Regions from separate parts of the Sus scrofa genome. Here region 2 is linked to region 1. The links are chromatin contacts, called in public HiChIP or PLAC-seq maps. All regions are on one chromosome and are shown on one strand. The core of a region is the stretch at or near the end of the contact, and the rest is flanking DNA. Distances in the headings are between cores, read along the strand shown.

The links. HiChIP or PLAC-seq counts read pairs in DNA pulled down with a chosen protein or histone mark.
Region 2: a contact with region 1 is called in an H3K27ac HiChIP or PLAC-seq map of alveolar macrophages. The contact joins the promoter of MORC2 here to the promoter of MTFP1 in region 1. A contact is called at or near these places in 1 of 47 Hi-C or Micro-C datasets (heart right ventricle) and 1 of 2 datasets of contacts at active chromatin or transcription factors (alveolar macrophages).

The regions. Positions count from the first base shown.
Region 1 is chr14:47,390,962-47,393,827 of Sscrofa11.1, forward strand. MTFP1 (mitochondrial fission process protein 1) reads left to right here and starts at 1,617. Exons shown (of 5, transcript XM_001929262.7): 1 at 1,617-1,881; 2 at 2,645-2,772. The coding sequence starts at 1,815. It also overlaps a transcript of SEC14L2 not described here.
Region 2 is chr14:47,798,805-47,801,700 of Sscrofa11.1, forward strand. MORC2 (MORC family CW-type zinc finger protein 2) reads right to left here and starts at 1,628. Exons shown (of 26, transcript XM_005670853.3): 1 at 1-1,628. It also overlaps LOC100525309.

The sequences.
Region 1 (2,866 bases), core at 367-2,866:
GCCTCGCAGGCCCCCAGCTCCTCCTTCCACAATGACAGGGTGGGGGTGGGGGGAACAGACCTTGCGGCAATCACAGCTCTCCACTCAATCCCACATTCTGCAAACGAACACCAGGCCTTGGATTGCACAGAACCCGAGAAGGCGGTCCCGCCTGGGCCCTCGTGGGCATTCCCTCCCTTCAGAAACCCAGACCCTGGCCCAGCCTGGGGAGAGGTCTGGCGAAGCAGATGGAGGAGGAAGGGGCAAGGCTGGCGCTGACAGGATGGCCCGAGGCCGCGCGGGAGCCCCAGTCAGACTCTTCAGGACATCCTGACCTTGGTTTACAACGCTCTGTTAGGAAAATTAACCCAATGAATAAAGCAATGTTCAGTGCACGGGGAGTAGCAGTCAGTGACCTCCGCCTCGCTCTTCGCGGTCCCTCAGTCAAACCTCCACTTTAGGAGCCCAGCGTTTACCCGCTACTAAGCGGGGCGCATGTGCAAAAACAGCCCGCTGCTTAAGCGCTTTCTCACGGCGCCGGGATGGCCAGCTTGCCTCCTGATTGGCCCAGGCCGCATCTTCCGCCATTTTTGCTGAGGGCACTAAGTGTACTCCTGACTTCCTTTACCGTCAGAGCGGAGGCTCCGCCCCACTCGGGCTTCTCAGGGCAAGCTAACAAGTGCGGGTTTGGCGAGTCCTTGCAGCGCTTGCGGCAGGCCCGGAGTGGGAGGTTGGCTGAGAAGCAACGGTCACGTGGTGTTAGGGACCGTCTCCCAATTCCGCGCGTGCACTGCCAGTATTTCCGGGGCTAGGGATCAGCTTGGGCTCCGAAACAAGCTTCCTGCCAGATCACCAATGAACTGGCTGCCTTATAAGATCCCACCAAAATAGAGACGCCTGAAAACAGGGCCCACAATAGGGAGTCTAGGATATTTATTTGATGATGAGCGCCTCCTGGATACACTGCATCAGCCCTGTGCTTACTGTTTTGGGTTATTGCAAAGACTCAAGGAAACTACAGCCAGAGCGCTTAGTGTACGCTCAGTATGTATTAGCTACTCATTTTTTTACAGACGTGGCTGACAGTTAATAGGCGGCACAACTGGAATTTGAACCCAGGACTGCCTGTCTTTAAAAGCTGTGTCTTTGTTTGCTGATACCCCAAAGGATTCAGAGTTTCACTCGGGTTCTCAACATACACTCCCTCAGTCTCATTTACTGAGCTTACCTTAAGAGCATGGGAACTAGAGCCTCACAGCCTGGAATCAAATGTCGGCTTCACTACTCAGCAGTCGTAGGACCCGGGAAAGTGACCAATTATTTCTATCTCTATTCCTCATCTGTAAAAGGAGGGTGGGGTTTATGCCTGGCTGAGGGGAGGGTTTAAAGAAGTAAGCCATCTGGAGTCTTTAGCCAACAGTCTGGCTGGCACTAAACTCGATAAATGATGAGTGTAATTCATCCTCGAAACTGCCCCAGGAGTAAACCCATCCTGTTTCCTATCTAACAAATAAAGTGACGTGCAGAGAAGTACAGACTCTTGCTCGAGGTCACACAGCTATGAAGCGTAGCATCCGGTATTTGAACCTGCGTCTCTTTGGCTCCAACACTACAGTCAGTGCTGAGAGAGGATCGCGCAACCGTTCAACCCCAGAGAAAACGTGATGAAAATTAATCTGTAAAACCCAAGCTTGGGAGGGGGGCGCCAGTGCGCGAGGGAATTTGCAGACGCTCCCTGCTGGTGGGGACCGCACGACCTGTCCTTCAGTCTGGGACCTTAAGCCGGTCCCGCAGCCGCAGACAGGAGCGCTAGTGGAAGCCGAGGCGGAAGCGTCATGTCTGAGCCGCCCCCGCGGGGGGCCGAGCGCGACCTTTTCCGGGACACGTGGGTGCGGTACTTGGGTGAGCACGGGGCAAGGGGCACGGCGACCCCCACACCACGTGGCTGGGAAGCAGGGGTTCCCAGACGCCGGTCAGGGACATGGCGAACGTGGGAGGGCTGTAGTTCTCATTCAGCCGGGGCAGAGACTGGGCTCAGAGAGGGTTCTGGACTGGCTCAAGATCACACAGCTTGGCCTGTCCAGCCCGGCCCTCACGGTCTCTGCTGGTCTGTCTCCCAGGTGGAAGCTGCAGCCCAAGTAGGTGGATGGGGATGAGTGGGCTGCCCCCTGTGGAATGACTGGACACTGGCTGTAGTCAGGGCACTTGAACTCTCATCTTGGATCAGTCGCTCTGACTAAGCTTGTTTCTTCCTCAGCAAAAAGGGATGAGCACAAGGTCTCTCTCATTGGGTGGTAGTTGTGAGGGTACAATGAGATAAGGTACAGAAAGGCCTGGCACTTAGCGAGTTCCCCGTCAGAGGGGCTGCCTTTAGTCTCTCTCACTGCCTGTCCCCCCAGCCAGCTCACATGCTTCTAGAACCCAGACTATTAAGGCAAGTAGGCTGTGAGAATGGAGACAGTACTCAGCTCTCCCATAAGGAAAGAGTCCAGGTGAGCATCATGGGTGTCATTTTACAGGTGGGGAAACACTCACAGGAGTAAAGTCACTTTGTCTAAGGTCATCCAGCTACTGCTTAGCAGGCTGAGATAAGAACCATCTCCCTCTAGTGCCCTCTTGTGGAACAACCCAACCGCTCAGGAATTAAATATTCCTCCACCACCAGGCTATGCCAATGAGGTAGGGGAGGCCTTCCGCTCCTTGGTGCCAACAGCTGTTGTGTGGCTGAGCTATGGTGTGTCCAGCTCCTATGTGCTGGCTGATGCCATTGACAAAGGCAAGAAGGCAAGAGATGTAAGTGTTAACCTGCCCCTCAACCCCCACCCCAGTCCACTCCCCTTGTGGTCAGTCTACAGCCTTGCATATGGTTAAGTCCCTTGTGGCACAG
Region 2 (2,896 bases), core at 378-2,877, 410 kb after region 1:
TTTTTTTCAGTTCCTCTAAATTTCCTGTGAGGAAATTTACCAGTCCAGAAATTCACCAATCCGTAAATTCAGCAACTTATGTCATAAAATTGGACAACCACCCATGTCTTCGCCATCAATGATCCCAGGATCCTTAAAGAAGCCCCAGACTGGCGACCATGTTGTTGATGGAGTGCATATGGCGTTAGTTCCGGCTTCACCACCTCCCAAATGAAAGATTTCCAAAGCGCTGAAGACCGATTTCTGTTTTTCAAAGCCTGGACCAAACCTAGCCTGAGGTCCGTCCCACTTTCCTCAGGGTAGTGGGTCAAATTACCTCACACAGACCCATTAAGTCGCCTCAGACCTGACCCGCCCAAATCAACTCAGGCGAGTTGCGCCCCTCCCCCACTTCCCTCAGACAGCGGCCTCAGCCTCTCAGGCGCTCGGTCCCGTGTTCTCCTCCTCACATAGAGAAGATAGTCCCAGCTTTCAAGGCCCGGATTGAGGGCAGTGACGAGTACACTACCCGAGCGGGCGTTGCCCTGCGCTCACAGCTGCAGCTGCCTTTGTCCCTCCCCACGGAATTGGAACCCAACAACCGCAGCGCGCTCTTGGAACCATGTGCTGCCTCCGCCTCCGCCGCTGCCGCCACCGCCGCCGCGAGACCACAGCCCGCACTGCGCTGGATGATATGGTGACCGGACTCAACACCACAAAATTCGGCGTCTAGGTCTCCTCCGCCGCTGCTATCGCTGGCGTCTCTGCCACCTCAGCCAGCGCTTTGTCTCCGCTAGTGCACACAGCCCGGGCCGCCTCGCGCACTCCCCGACGCCCCAAGCCCCCGAGGCCTCCGCGGCGTATTCGGCCAATCACAGAGCCGCAGATCCTCCCGCCCCCGCTCTGATGCGACGCCTTCTGATTGGTAGGTAGCGTGTCTCCACGTGACCGGATCTTGTTAGCTGGGCCCTCCCCTGTCACGTGAGTGAGCGCGCCTCTCTTCCTGCTTTCTTGACCCTCTCCGCCATTTAAAGAAACAGTACCGGGGGCGGGCCGAGCGACGCAGCCGGGACGGCAGCTGCGGCGCGGACCGGAGGAGCCATCTTGTCTCGTCGCCGGGGAGTCAGGCCCCTAACTCGAAGAAGCCCTGGCGCGCCCTCCCCCCCTCCCCGGTCTGGTAGGGCGAAGGAGCGGGCGCGCGGTCGATCGAGCGATCGGTTGGCGGCTCTTTCTCCTGCTCTGGCATCCAGCTCTTGGGGCGCAGGCCCGGCCGCCACGGCGCGCGCCCGGTGGCCGTTGGCGTTCGCGCCGCGTCTTTCTTCTCGTACGCAGAACTCGGGCGGCGGCCTATGCGTTTGCTATCCGACGAGGAGTCGTCCGGGTGGTCGGCGGCGGCGGGCAGTTGCTCCGCCCCGCTCCTGGGGAGGCGGCGGCGGCGGCGGCGGCGGCGGCGGGATTTGGCACGGCCGGGGAAGCTGGGGTGGCCGGGGCCGGCCTGGAGGCCTGGCACCACCCTTCGGGGCCTGCAAGGACCCAATTGGGGGGACAGGAGGGAGCCGGGGGATGGTTGGTGGTGGGCTTTCTACTTTGTCTTTTCCTCCTTATGCCGCCTTAGTGAGGGGCGGGAGCGCTGGAGGCCGCTCCGGGGTGGAGAGACAAGCTCCGGAGTCGGAAGAGCTGGGTTTGCTTCCGGGCCTAACCACCAGCTGGCCGAGTGACCTTAGGCAAGTCACTCTGTAATTTATCTGCGCCTCAGTTTCCTCCTTCTCCATCAATGTTTGTGGGATTGAAAGCGCTTTGTAAACTGTAAAGCGTCGCTGTATGTAAGGGATGATTATTGTTCGTAATGGCTTGGTTTTTTGTTTTTTGGTTTTTTTTTTTTGGAGTTGTAAGAAAACTTAGAAATTGCCCAATCCTTGGATTTTGAACCTGGAAACCTTGGATTGGAGGTGGAGATCCCCAAACTCCTTGAAATTGTATGCAGAAATTAGGGGGAATGTGCATTTTAGAGAATGAGAAGCCATCGCCAGCAAGTTTTCATTGGGGGCTGTGACCCAGAAGAATTAAGAACCACATTTCCTTTGTCACAAGGAGGAAACTGAGGCCAGATGTCATTTGGGACCCTTCACAACCAATTCGAAGCCCCTGTTTGAATCCCTGAGATATGTGAGCTGTTCTGTGCATAGTGGATATTCGTGGTAACAACACTCCACTTCTTGGCTTCTATTTTGAGTTCTTTCACCATGGGTTGCCTAAAGGGTGACTGATGCTTAAAGGTACAGTGGCACCCAGCATAAAGCAGCTAAAACTGGGCATGGATATGTTCTCTAGTATCAAGAAGCTTATTTAATCTTTGGCCCAACAACTTTTTTTTTTCTGGTGCCTGACTACCTTTCTGACTCTTCATTGACCATTTTCTATGACCATGGTTGCCATCCGTTACTTTCCCCTATTTTATATTCCTAGTCTGTGTGGTTGGTAGTGAGCAGGCTTATTTTTAAATGGTGCTGCCAAGTCCAACTAATTAATGGTGCAGGTGGATTTTTAGCAAGCTGGCTCACTAGAACAGACTGAACCAGGCATGGAATTCTTGAAAATGTTTGGGGGGTTGAGTCTTTATTAATTGAAGGTTAACGTTTTCTGAGAAGTTTTGTTAGAATTTTCTGCTGAACCTCAAAATCAGATTGAAAGTGTTTCAACCTTAAATTTTTTCTGGTCTGCTTTGTATTCTATTTGCTTGCAAGTGTGTTACTAAGATGGCCAAAATGCCAGTTTTTGCTTCTTTGTTAATTGTCAGCTGCTTTTATCAAATATCAGGCAGTTATCCAGCAAACACTATAGAAATGTTTGAACAGTTGGCTTTCAAACATTTTCATTTTGTGGAGTGGTGCTTACCATTGGTACAGCTCTAAGCAAG